Regions from separate parts of the Sus scrofa genome. Here region 2 is linked to region 1. A link is a contact called in public Hi-C data. All regions are on one chromosome and are shown on one strand. Each heading gives the region's core, a stretch centred on a gene start, on an enhancer-like site or on the middle of the called end of the contact. The rest is flanking DNA. Distances are from core to core; before and after follow the strand shown. Region 1 overlaps GLRA3 (glycine receptor subunit alpha-3). Region 2 overlaps GLRA3 (glycine receptor subunit alpha-3).

The links. Hi-C and Micro-C count contacts between places; a contact is called where the count stands out from the background.
Region 2: a Hi-C map of liver shows a contact between it and region 1, with 2.0 times the contacts expected there. The contact joins two enhancer-like sites. A contact is called at or near these places in 3 of 47 Hi-C or Micro-C datasets (liver and skeletal muscle).

What each region holds. Positions count from the first base shown.
Region 1 is chr14:15,247,715-15,253,431 of Sscrofa11.1, forward strand. All of the region lies in intron 2 of GLRA3 (glycine receptor subunit alpha-3), which reads left to right. Among named protein-coding and RNA genes, the nearest start is that of ADAM29, 57 kb to the right of the region's middle. Within about 2 kb of position 3,452, at least 3 of the 83 cell types and tissues checked have an H3K27ac peak or open chromatin away from gene starts, as enhancers often do. A contact at or near this core is called in liver, where this site is marked.
Region 2 is chr14:15,333,589-15,339,305 of Sscrofa11.1, forward strand. The region is part of intron 2 of GLRA3 (glycine receptor subunit alpha-3); the gene reads left to right. Among named protein-coding and RNA genes, the nearest start is that of ADAM29, 29 kb to the left of the region's middle. Within about 2 kb of position 2,348, at least 1 of the 83 cell types and tissues checked has an H3K27ac peak or open chromatin away from gene starts, as enhancers often do. A contact at or near this core is called in liver, where this site is marked.

The DNA of each region.
Region 1 (5,717 bases), core at 2,202-4,701:
CTGTAATAAATGTAACTATGCTTTTTAGTGTTTTGAAATAGCACTGAATATTCCTTACTCTTTTTTTTTATGTCTTTTTAGGGCTGCAGCTGCAGGACGTGGAGGTTCCCAGGATAGGGTTTGAATTGGAGCTACAACTGCTGGTCTATACCACAGCCACAGCAACTCAGGATCTGAGTCACATCTGTGACCTACACCACAGCTCACAACAATGCCAGATCCTTAACCCACTGAGCAAGGACAGGGATTGAACCCGCATCCTCATGGATACTAATCAGGTTCATTAACTGATGAGCTGTAATGGGAACTCCTGAATATTCTTTATTCTTATTTGATATGATGTTGACATAGTTCATTTTTCTTTTTGATATATATGCATTCCAAGTAAACATAAGCTTTTCATGCTCCCTGGACACTTCATGACCTCTGAGGGGGTCTCAAAATATTTTGGTCTGAGAACTCATCAGTTTTAGGAAGTTTCTTATAGAAAACTGTTCAGAACAAAATGAAGTTATGTAACCTTTAGTCCTGGAATATGCTAGCTAGGATCTCAAAACACTTTGATCATTGAATTAAAAAAACAGTTTGAGAAGTATTAATTATGTCAATTATATATTCTACATAATTTTCTATAAAATTATGGGGAGTGTTATTTAAAAAAAAAGATGTCTTTCACTGAGAGAGCTGAATAGAATTATGTTTCAGTAGGATTTATCCCAAGGATGCAAGGATTTTTCAGTATCTACAAGTTAATCAGTGTGATACACCATATTAACAAATTGAAGAATAAAAACCATATGATCATCTAAATAGATGCAGGAAAGGCTTTTGACAAAATTCAACATCCATTTATACTTAATGCTCTCTAGAAAGTTGGCATAGAGGGAACCTACTTCAACATAATAAAGACAGTATATTATAAACCCAGAGCTAACATCATATGTGATGGTGAAAAGCTGGAAGCATTTCCTCTAAGAGAAGAAGACATGACTGTCCACTCTTGCCACTGTTATTCAACATAGTTTTGGAAGTCCTAGCCATAGCTATCGGAGAATAAAAAGAAATAAAAGGAATCCAAATTGGGAAAGAGAAAGTAAAACTGTCATTGTTGGCAGATGATGTGATACGATACATAGAAAATCCTAAAGATGCTACCAGAAAATTACTAAAGTTCATTAGGGAATTCAGTAAAGTATCAGGATTCAAAACTAATATACAGAAATCTTTTGCATTTCTGTACACTAACAATGAAAGATCAGAAAGAGAAATTAAGGAAACAATCCAATTTGCCATTGCACCAAAAAGAATAAAATACCTAGGAATAAAGCTGCCCATGGAGACAAAAGACCTGCCCTCTGAAAACTATAAGATGCTCATGAAAGAAATCAAAAGTGACGCAAACAGATAGAAAGCTACACCATGGTCTTGGATTGGAAGAATCAATAATGTCAAAATGAATATACATACCAAGGTAATCTACAGATACACTGCAATATCTATCAAATTACCAATGGTATTTTTCACAGAACTATATGAAAACATTTTAAAATTTGTCTGGAAACACAAAAGACTCCAAATAGCCAAAGCAATCCTGAGAAAGAAAAACGGAGCTGGAGGAATCAGGCTTCCTGACTTCAGACTATACTACAAATTACAGTCATTGAAACAGTATGGTACTGGCACAAAGACAGACATAGATCAATGGAACAGGACAGATTGCCCAAACGTAAACCCACACACCTGTTGTCATTTCATCTATACAAATGAGGAAAGAATGTACAATGGTGAAAAGACAATCTCTTCAATAAGTGGTGCAGGAAAAACTGAATGGCTTGTGCTAGTGCTGGAAATACAGTGGTAAAGAAACCAGTTAAGGTCCCTGTTCGCATGGGGTTTACATTGTAGTTGGAAAGACAGACATGAATGAACCAATACTCAGTCATTCATCAGTCACACCAACAGGGAAAAATAAGAAGAATCTCTGAGTTTTGACAAATGCATTAACCCAAGCCTCCATCAAGACCTGGAACTTTACTACAATTCCAGAAATTTCCCTCATGCCTGAAATGCTCTTCCCTGGGATCTGGCATGACTGGCTCCTTTTTGTCACTCAGAGCTAAATTTAAATTCTCTTCCCTGTACCCCTTCTCACACTGTGCTAATTTTTAGTACAACCTTGTTAAACATTACCTTTGTGTGCAGCAGCTCGGGGATGGTACTGCTTAGGAAATCCCTGGTCAAAAATATGTAACCCATATATTCGCATCGGTATTTTGGAGAGAATATCTTCAGACGTTTCTAAGATCAAGCTAGGTTTTACTTTTCACTACTCTCCACGTTGCTTTCAGACGGTGCATTAACCATTTTGGTTATCAAGATGACATAGTGCTGTTTACTTGGAATTTGAGCCTAGTTAGAGTTTTAAAATTCATATTTATCAATATTGAAGATGAGGCCCAAGAAATAGCAAAAAAGACGAAAAAAAAAAAGATAAACATGTAAGATCTGATCCCTATGCCAGATCATGCCATGTTTATTATCAATAAGTTGTTTTTTGTTTCTCCATTCTCTCTTTCTTCTCTCTCTCTCCCTTCCTTTTTTGGAAGTACAAAGCATTTTAAAGAATGATATATTCCATCTCTCTCTGTGTTACATGTTTGTTTTTCCCCTCAGGAATTCCAACCATGTGAGTGATGACATGTAATAACTACCATCTATCCTGCTCTTCCTGTGTCTGCCATTTGTACAGGGATGATATTATTAACCTAGACTTGCCACCTGGTTGGAAACAGCTCTGCTTTACACTCATATTCTTGAAAATAAGGCCTTGTAGGTAAGCAAGCAACAAGATTTTTGAAAAATAAGTGACAAATATTTAGACAGCATGAGGTATGAGTCCCTCTCTCTTTGCATCGCCCAGTACCAGATACTACCCAGCGCCAAGACAAATAACTCAATTAGTATTGCTTGTAACTGTTATAACCTCAGAGAGTATGGAATCTAAAAAAACTCACCTAATCCTTCAAAATGTTAGATAAGTGGACAGTTGGCAAATGAGTATTGAGGACAGACTGAAATGGAAAATGAAAAACTGGTGGTAAAAAAGGGTTAGAGTAAACATAGTTTTGTTAATGGATGTTTGGAGAAATGGGAAGCTGGTTTCATATTCTTGGCTGGATAAAAATGGAGGTTGTCTTAGTGTACTTATGGGTATTATTAATAGCAGGTCTCCTTAAAGCACAAAACGAACTCTCTCTTTCTTGCAAAGGAATGCCTCTGAGTTAGTACTGAGAAGAGATACCTTGTCTCTGGTGCTGTGGGGTCTCCCAAGATAACTAGAAGCAGTGCAATTGCTTTGATTTGTCATTCCTACAGGCAAGACTCTGCTTTGCTGCTTTACACAGCTCTCTGCTTCTGAAAAAGGCACACAATTTTACTCTATCGAGCTGCTTCTAGAAAGGATGAGGTGAGGTGAGTGCAGCCCAGGGATTAGCTTCTAGCCAGACTGTTCTGGATCACTGAACATAACCTTATAAACAAACATCTGACTGCTAAGCTCAAAGTCCATTTGCACTTTCATTTCCTGAATTTCATCCATGTTATTTCTTTTCATTTATTCTTTTTTCAAGGTGAGGATGCATTCTGAATTTGGTATTTTGGTTCCGGAGAGTGGCTCTGAAAGTACTGTTAAAATAATACATGCTGGCTTTTTTGCCTTTCATTTTCAGTTTTATAATTACGGTTTGACCATTAATACAATTTGGCAGTGATAGTGACAATTGCATATGTGAAAAAGTTATCATTGGAATGCAAAAATTTTTAAAGTTCTTGGAAAGAAAGAAAAATATCTCAACCATTTTTTCAGTGCTGCCTCACTTCAGTATGCAGATATTTACTCCAGTTCAGTGAATATCTAGAATGAAAATTCATCAGAATTTATACTATAAGGTAAAAGATTTTTTAAACAAAGTTAATGCCTCTTGCTTATGTCTTTTCTTTGTAAGATGAATTTTTATTTTTCATACTAAGGCCACAAGTAAATCCAGGATTTATGAATTAATGAATTGTGTAGGCATGGAGAATTAAATTAGAATTAACACATGCATGTTCCTAATCTCTTTACCATACTCTTTTGGTATTAGATGGTTTCCATTTAGTAGGGGCAGCAAAAGCATAGAAGTAGGTTGTATTTTAGAAGTGGAATAATCAAAAGTTACTTAAATTTGGTGGATGAAATATGGTCAAAATGATGTTTCTCAAGCATACATATTTTTTCTTGGAAAAAAATCTCCCCTGGAAGGATAAACATTGTCAAAGCTTTCTCCTGTAAGGGAAAGGTAATGTAGATGAAGGCTTTCCATTGGTTTGCTAGAATCTGTTTCATGTCTAGGAATTGTAAAGATTGGAAATAGTAAAAGCTAGTTGTCTTCATTCCTTCAAGGAATGTTCCTTTATTTTACTTTATGTTTTATAAAATTCAATGACTAGAAAAGGCTAGTATTATTATTTACTTGGAAACAGAACAAATGAAATGGAGCTGAAATCCTTTAAAAGTTAAAAAAATTAAAATTTAATGTTAAAATATAATTGCATTTTCTTTCTTTTTTTTTTTTTTTTTTGCTTTTTAGGGCCACACCCTTGAAAGTTCCCAGGCTAGAGGTCAAATCGGAGCTACAGCTGCTGGCCTTCACCACAGCCATAGCAACACCAGATCTGAGCCATGTCTGTGATCTGCACCATAGCTCAAAGCAACACTGATCCTCAACCCACCGAGCAAGGCCAGGGACCCTACCTGTATCCTCATGGATACTAGTCAGGTTCATTACTGCTGAGTCACAGTGGGAACTTCCTAACTGCATTTTCTAAGAATGATAATTTTTTTCTAGATCATTTTTTAAGCAACAATGGATATTGCTACATACTTATTATCAAATATTTACATATGGGGCATACTTCTGTCTCATATAATTATCCTTATGTCACAAATGATTTTTAGTATTTCTGATCTTGCTCCTGACTATCCTTCTGATCATAGCTGCCCCAAACAAAAATTAGGATATTTTGGTTTATGATGTCCCGTTGAAAATAAATAAGACAAACGCTGAGTGATCAAAAACAAAGACCCATCTAATTGCTCTCATTTTGGGTCCACAATTTCCTTGACTCAAAAGTAAGCAAATAGCATAGTGGGTATATTTTATTTAATAAAATTACATATTAAGAGAAAAAAAAGTACTGATCGATGCGAGTAGGGGCAAGGAATGGAAATATCGTCATAATACAGCTTACATTCTTCAGAAGGTACAGACTGCCTCAGATGCAGGAAAGAAGACACCATTTCATCCCTTTTCAGCAGAGCCACATGAATTAGGGTTCCCTTTCACATACAGCATAATGTTTGGCCACGTGTCTGGGTGCTTCATAACTCAGTCAAGTAGACACCCCAAATTAACCATCACATCACTTAAGCAGGAAAAAGTGTTCTCCCTAGCGAACTGGGTGGGGTGGATTGTTAAGGGCGGAGGATGATTCATGTTTCCCAACACCCTGACAGTCACTGCACGTGCACCCTGACTCATGCCATCAAAATACTTGTCAGAGGGATAAGTTGTGGAAGGATCCAGGGACACGGAAAGCAGAAGCATCACTCCTTTCCACAAAGGTCTGCAATGCAACAAGTTCAGGTTAGGCACCAAAGGTGTCATTCTGTGTGCAGT
Region 2 (5,717 bases), core at 1,098-3,597, 85 kb after region 1:
TTCTTTTTTGAAATCATAAACGTTGACTTTCTTTTTATGATGCCTCCTTTTTGCCTTATGTGAAATCACAACGCACCTTTTACTTTTTTATGTAATGGCTCAACATTTTGCCCTTCTCTGTGAGATGAAGTCACAACATTCTCCTTTTTTTCTTGCTTAGCTGATCTTTTGTGTCCCATAAAGAAACAAAGTAACAGACAATACTGAAACAAAAAAAGGGGCCAAGGAATAGCAGCAGATAACTCTTGCCTAGCACATTTTCCTTTCTGCCAGCTGGTGGGCCACTATCAACACTACCTCCACTGCCTTTTAGCAGGCATTTGGGTGGGTCTCACTTGGAGTTGCAGTGACAGTGATATCTGTTGTTGCAGACTCCATTCATATTGCATGTCTCAGGTGAACAAGCATTTTGAAAATTGAGCATAATAACACACTTCCATTGGATGCAGACATGTCCTGCACCACACTTGGTACCATCTTTAACTTCACCAGTATCAGGTATGGTCATCCCCAAATGGTAGTCTGTACCCCAGCAGGTGACTCCATTGAAGTGAGTCCAGTGCACAGTAGAATGATCTCTCAGGAGGGGAATTTCTGTCACATTCTCACACTGAAGCCTCCCACAGAGGATATCTGAGATGTTACATTGTACGTATTTAGTAGCCTTGAGACCACAGTTACCAAAACGGTCTCCTTGGGTGTTCACTGCCCTGTAGCAAATCTGTTTTGCACTCTTGGCTTCTTCGCCAAAGATTTTCCTACACTATTCATTGCAGTTATTGCATCTCTTTCCTAGCAGTAGCTGCTACCTGTGCAGGAGGTCCCATCCTGCATATACACATCTTCTGGACATTGATGCGATGTCCCATTGCACCATTCTGGAAGGGCCCATTCATTTTTCTCTTTTCTACACATGGATCCTGCTGGCAGCAAGTCACAGTTTTTGCAACAGAGGCCAAAAGTACAGACAGCCCCTGGTCTCAGAGTGCAGCCTAGTTGACAACAGGGATCCTTTGCACACTTAAACGAGGAACCACAGTCACACTCTTCTCCTTCTTCTACCACATTGTGTCCACAGCTTGTATACTTAAAGATATTCTCTGGATTTGGTGTAATGTGCAAACAACTTTTTTTTTGTAACAGTGTTCCAATATACAGCATAACTGTAGTTGCTAAATCAGAATTGCAGAGGCTTTCCTTGGAAACATTATGCACCTTTCACTCCCACATTTACAATTGTTGTCATCATGTAATATACCCAAATTATGACCAATCTCATGTGACACAATATATCCAAAATCATGCAAATTATCACCCAGAAAACTATCAACTCCACAATTATAATGTTGATCACCTACCGTTACAACATAGGCTAAGCCAAGATGGGGACCAAAATTCTCCTTGACAAAAATATGTGCAATATCATGGGGCAAGCGGGTATTAAAACTATTTTTCTTCCATTTTCAAAATTCATCCAAGAGTGCAGCTCTGTCACCTGTTGGGAAGAGGTTTTGTTCAGACCAGATCTCAATTCCAGTCAAAACCACATTAATATCCAGTAAAGCTAAGAAGCCACCTATTTCATTGGCAACAGTGCTTCATTCTGCACATTTGAGGTATTACTTTGTTGATGAAGATATTGATTGTGGTCTACAATCATTGCCAGTTCAAGAAAACGTCTGTGGGTCCACCAGCTTTCATACCCACTTTACATCAAAGTATGGTTAGCACTCTCTTGAAACTTTAGTTGTCGTGTTATTTCTTCCTCTGTTAATCCACATCTCCTGAGTGGAAATTCTGTCTCCTCTTTGTCCATCTTATATAGCAGATGTTCAAATGAGGTAGAAGGCCTTTTGGGCTTGATTTCATAAACAATATTATTTATCTTAAATATTCCTCGAAAGCCCCTCAGACATGTGCTGAGGGCAGCCAGGGATTCTGATACCCCTTCCACATAACCCTGATAGTAGCAGTCATTTTGGACAAAAGGGTAATCCTCCAGGAGAACACTCCATTTTGTGTAGGTGAACACTGGGAGGTGTGTAGAGAACAAAAGCTTGTTGGCCTTCATGTGGAGAACATGTCTCTGGCCTCCAAAACGCAGGCTGTAAGAGAGCCAGCTTGGCAGCTTCACTTCTCTGCCAGTGCCTCTTAACCTCAAGGGTATGACTACTTCTGGAGGACCATGGTGTTGGGAGTGCCCCACATAGGATGACCCAGAGTATCAGAAGCACCCCCACCCAGAATAGCAGGAGAGAGATCCTCACACGCTCCAGGGCCTCACGATCTGGAGCCATTGGTGAGAGCAAGAGTATGCAGGTCAGGTTGCATCACTGCTGCATCTTGTCCTTCTGAACTGGCTTTATGCAGCACTGACCTTTAATCTGTTTTCTGACAGAATCACACTACCAGAGCTGTAGCACTAAGACAAAAAGACCAGAGACAGGGTTGATTATTAGGAGCAAACCAAGACAGAGGGAAAAGAGAAAGGTATGGGTTAAAATGGATGATGTTTGGCTAAAGACATGGCTCAGCATACTGCAGTGCATTTGGTCTTAAGTAATAGTGAGTCAGCAGAGGGATACTGGGTGTCCAAAAGAACAGCGATTGGCATAGGTTGACACTTGTTGAACCTAGATGAAAGACACATGGTGGTTCAGTCATAGTGTTCTCTAAATATATAAAAGTGTGTGGACATTTCCATATAATTATATAAAACGAAAGGGTCTTAATGGAAAGGGGAACATATGTCCTGTTTTATTTATGTATATTGATTTGGTATAATTATCATTTTATAGTGATTCTTCTCAGTTTCCAATGATAAATTATTTCATCACATTATTTGGGAGAGATATATAAAAATATTCACATATATTGTTATTTTCTCTCATTCATTTAACTAATTACTTGCTCTACTTTCTTTCTGTTTTCCCTTTTTAATTTAATTCTGTTCAACTGTAAGGGTGAAGTATCAATTGGCTTATACATATATTAGTATGTTCACACAACAATAGGCAGTTTTTTACTTGAGATATGAAGACCATGGGTTATGGTGGATGTTGTTCAAATATGTTTATATTTGATTATACTCTTAGAAAGAACAACATTTTCAAATCCTCTGGAAATATGAAATTGAAGGAAATCAAATGAGATGGCAAAGTAAAAGTTAGAAATGGGAGTACAGTGGCCCTCTGTATCTATAATTTCCACTTCTCTTGATTAAACTGTGGACCAAAAATATGTAGAAAAAAAATTCCAGAGAGCTCTGAAAAGCAAAGCTTTAGCTAGCAGCACATAGGCAAATGTTTACATAACATTTACATTCTGTTTCAGACTCTATATAGCATTTACTTTGTATTAATTATTGCAAGTAATCTGGAGATGATTTGAAGTATAAAGGACTGCATAGTAGCTTATACGCAAATACTATACCATTTTACATAAGGGTCGTGAGCATCAGTGGATTTTGGTATCTGTGGGAGATATTTGGACCAATCCCCATGGATAACAAGGGACAACTATATACTGAAGGCAGAATAAATGCAGAAATGCAATGAAATTCAATCAATCATAAAAAGAGGGAGGAAAAGGTTGGAGAAGGTATTATCTTCCTACAAGGGCAAAAACATCTAAGTTCCCTTATTTTTAGAATTACAAGGCAACCAACTCCGAAGTTCAACCTTCCCTTGTACATACTTCTTAAAAAGAACATTATCCTATGTGAAAATACATTTATAAAAATTTTATGAGATTAGTAGAAACATACTATCACACATTTGTGAAAATAAGAAATCTGGTGCTAACACAGTGCCTGTCAACACTGATACTTTACATTCTTCCTTGAATAATGTATTAATAAACTACATAATGTGCAGACATTGTTCTGCACACTTAGGAAACATAAAGGAGTAAAACTTAAATAATTTGATGCTTCTGACTACAAATTTGGACAGAGTGATGGGCAAAATTAAACGTTGGGTATTTTTAAAATTGCATTCAACATTTTATGTATAAAATGCCTATTTTTATTTACTGAATATCAACAGTCTGCATCAAATCATTAAAGTACTGACAGTGCTTAAAGTAATGACATCAAGAACCTCCAGACAAGTTGAAAAAACTGAAGAAAGTGAAGTCAGCTATGAGAAATGTACAACACACTGAGCGAATGCAGATTCCATAGTAGGTCATACAAAATGAAAATCGCCTAATTCAGGACCTATCATCTCCTGGACCATGTACCAATTTCTGCTCATTTTAGGGAAAAAAACCCTCTTGGTTCTACATAACTTTGACCTTTTTTCTGGAATCCATTTTCTGTCCCTTTCGGATTCTTACTTTCATGGAAAGGAAAGATTTACTCACACTTTTATCCTTATTCCTACTTAATTCTGTTAAACCTATCTGTCAGCAGCATGAAGCCCAGTAGAGAGGAAGAATTTCCCCCATATGCCATGCAGACTAGACCTCTGGTTACAGTTTGCTTGGATTACCTAAACCACTTTCAATCCACTGAACAAGTAGCCATCTCATTACACCATTATTTTATTTTTTTAAATTTTTTTGCAGAGTTTAGTCTTTATTATTATTTTTTCTTTTTAGGGCTGCACCTGTGGCATATGGAGGTTCCCAGGCTAGGAGTGTAATCGGAGCTATAGCTGCTGGCCTATGCCACAGCCCCAGCAACGCGGGATCCTTAACCCACTGAGTGAGACCAGGGATTGAACCTGCATCTTCATAGATCCTAGTCAGATTCTTTAACCACTGAGCCACAACAGGAACTCTTCATTACATCATTATTTATCTTTCTTTCCTACTCTTTCATGAACTTCCAGTCAATCCTACCAAAACCTAAAAATGTGGGCATCTGATTTACTAATTTACTCTCCACCAGTTGTTAACAGACCTCAAGTCCCCTTCAAGGAGATTAAACCCCAAAGCCTCTGGCCATGTCTCATTGTAATGCCCCTTGCCCCACCTTGAGCAACCTGGGCTGCTCATTCCCTGCTAGGGAAGGAATGTTGCTCACTCCTAATGCTGCCTCTATATAACCCATTCCGCATGCAAATAAGGCATTCTGCCTGAAACCAATCAGAAGATCAAATATGCTCCATACAGAGATCAGGCAACACTGAGCCCTTACTAATGGTATAGGGGGCTGCAGTGGGAGAAATCAGGTTTGCACTCAGGTCTGCAGCGTGGGGATATAAAAACAATTGTAAAGTGAGGTAGGCCCTCTTTTTAACCCCCTCCAGTGCACTGAGAATGTACTTCCTTTCGCTTCAATAAATTTGTAAAACGCCCACCGTTTCAATGCTTTGCTCTGGCCAGGCAGGGACCAGGGAAACTGCAAATCTATTTTTCTGGAACAAATTCTATCCCAGTAATTTTAGCCATATCTTCTTATAAGCAAGCATGTGGACAACCCATACAACACTCATTTTATTTTACCTTTACAACTATTTTCAACAACTTTTAGCCATTCACCGCTGTCCGTGAACTCTCTCTTATTAGCACCCATGACAGTTTTCATGCATACATATATAAAATTAATCGTAATTATTAATAATTTTCTCTTCAAATTAATAAAGGAATTAAATATTCATTCTATAATTTCCCCCACATTTTAGGTTCAGTCCATCCATCTTCACAGCCTAGCTCTAGACTCCATTAGTTCAACCACTGTCACCTAAAATCCTCAGCTCAAACTAGATTTA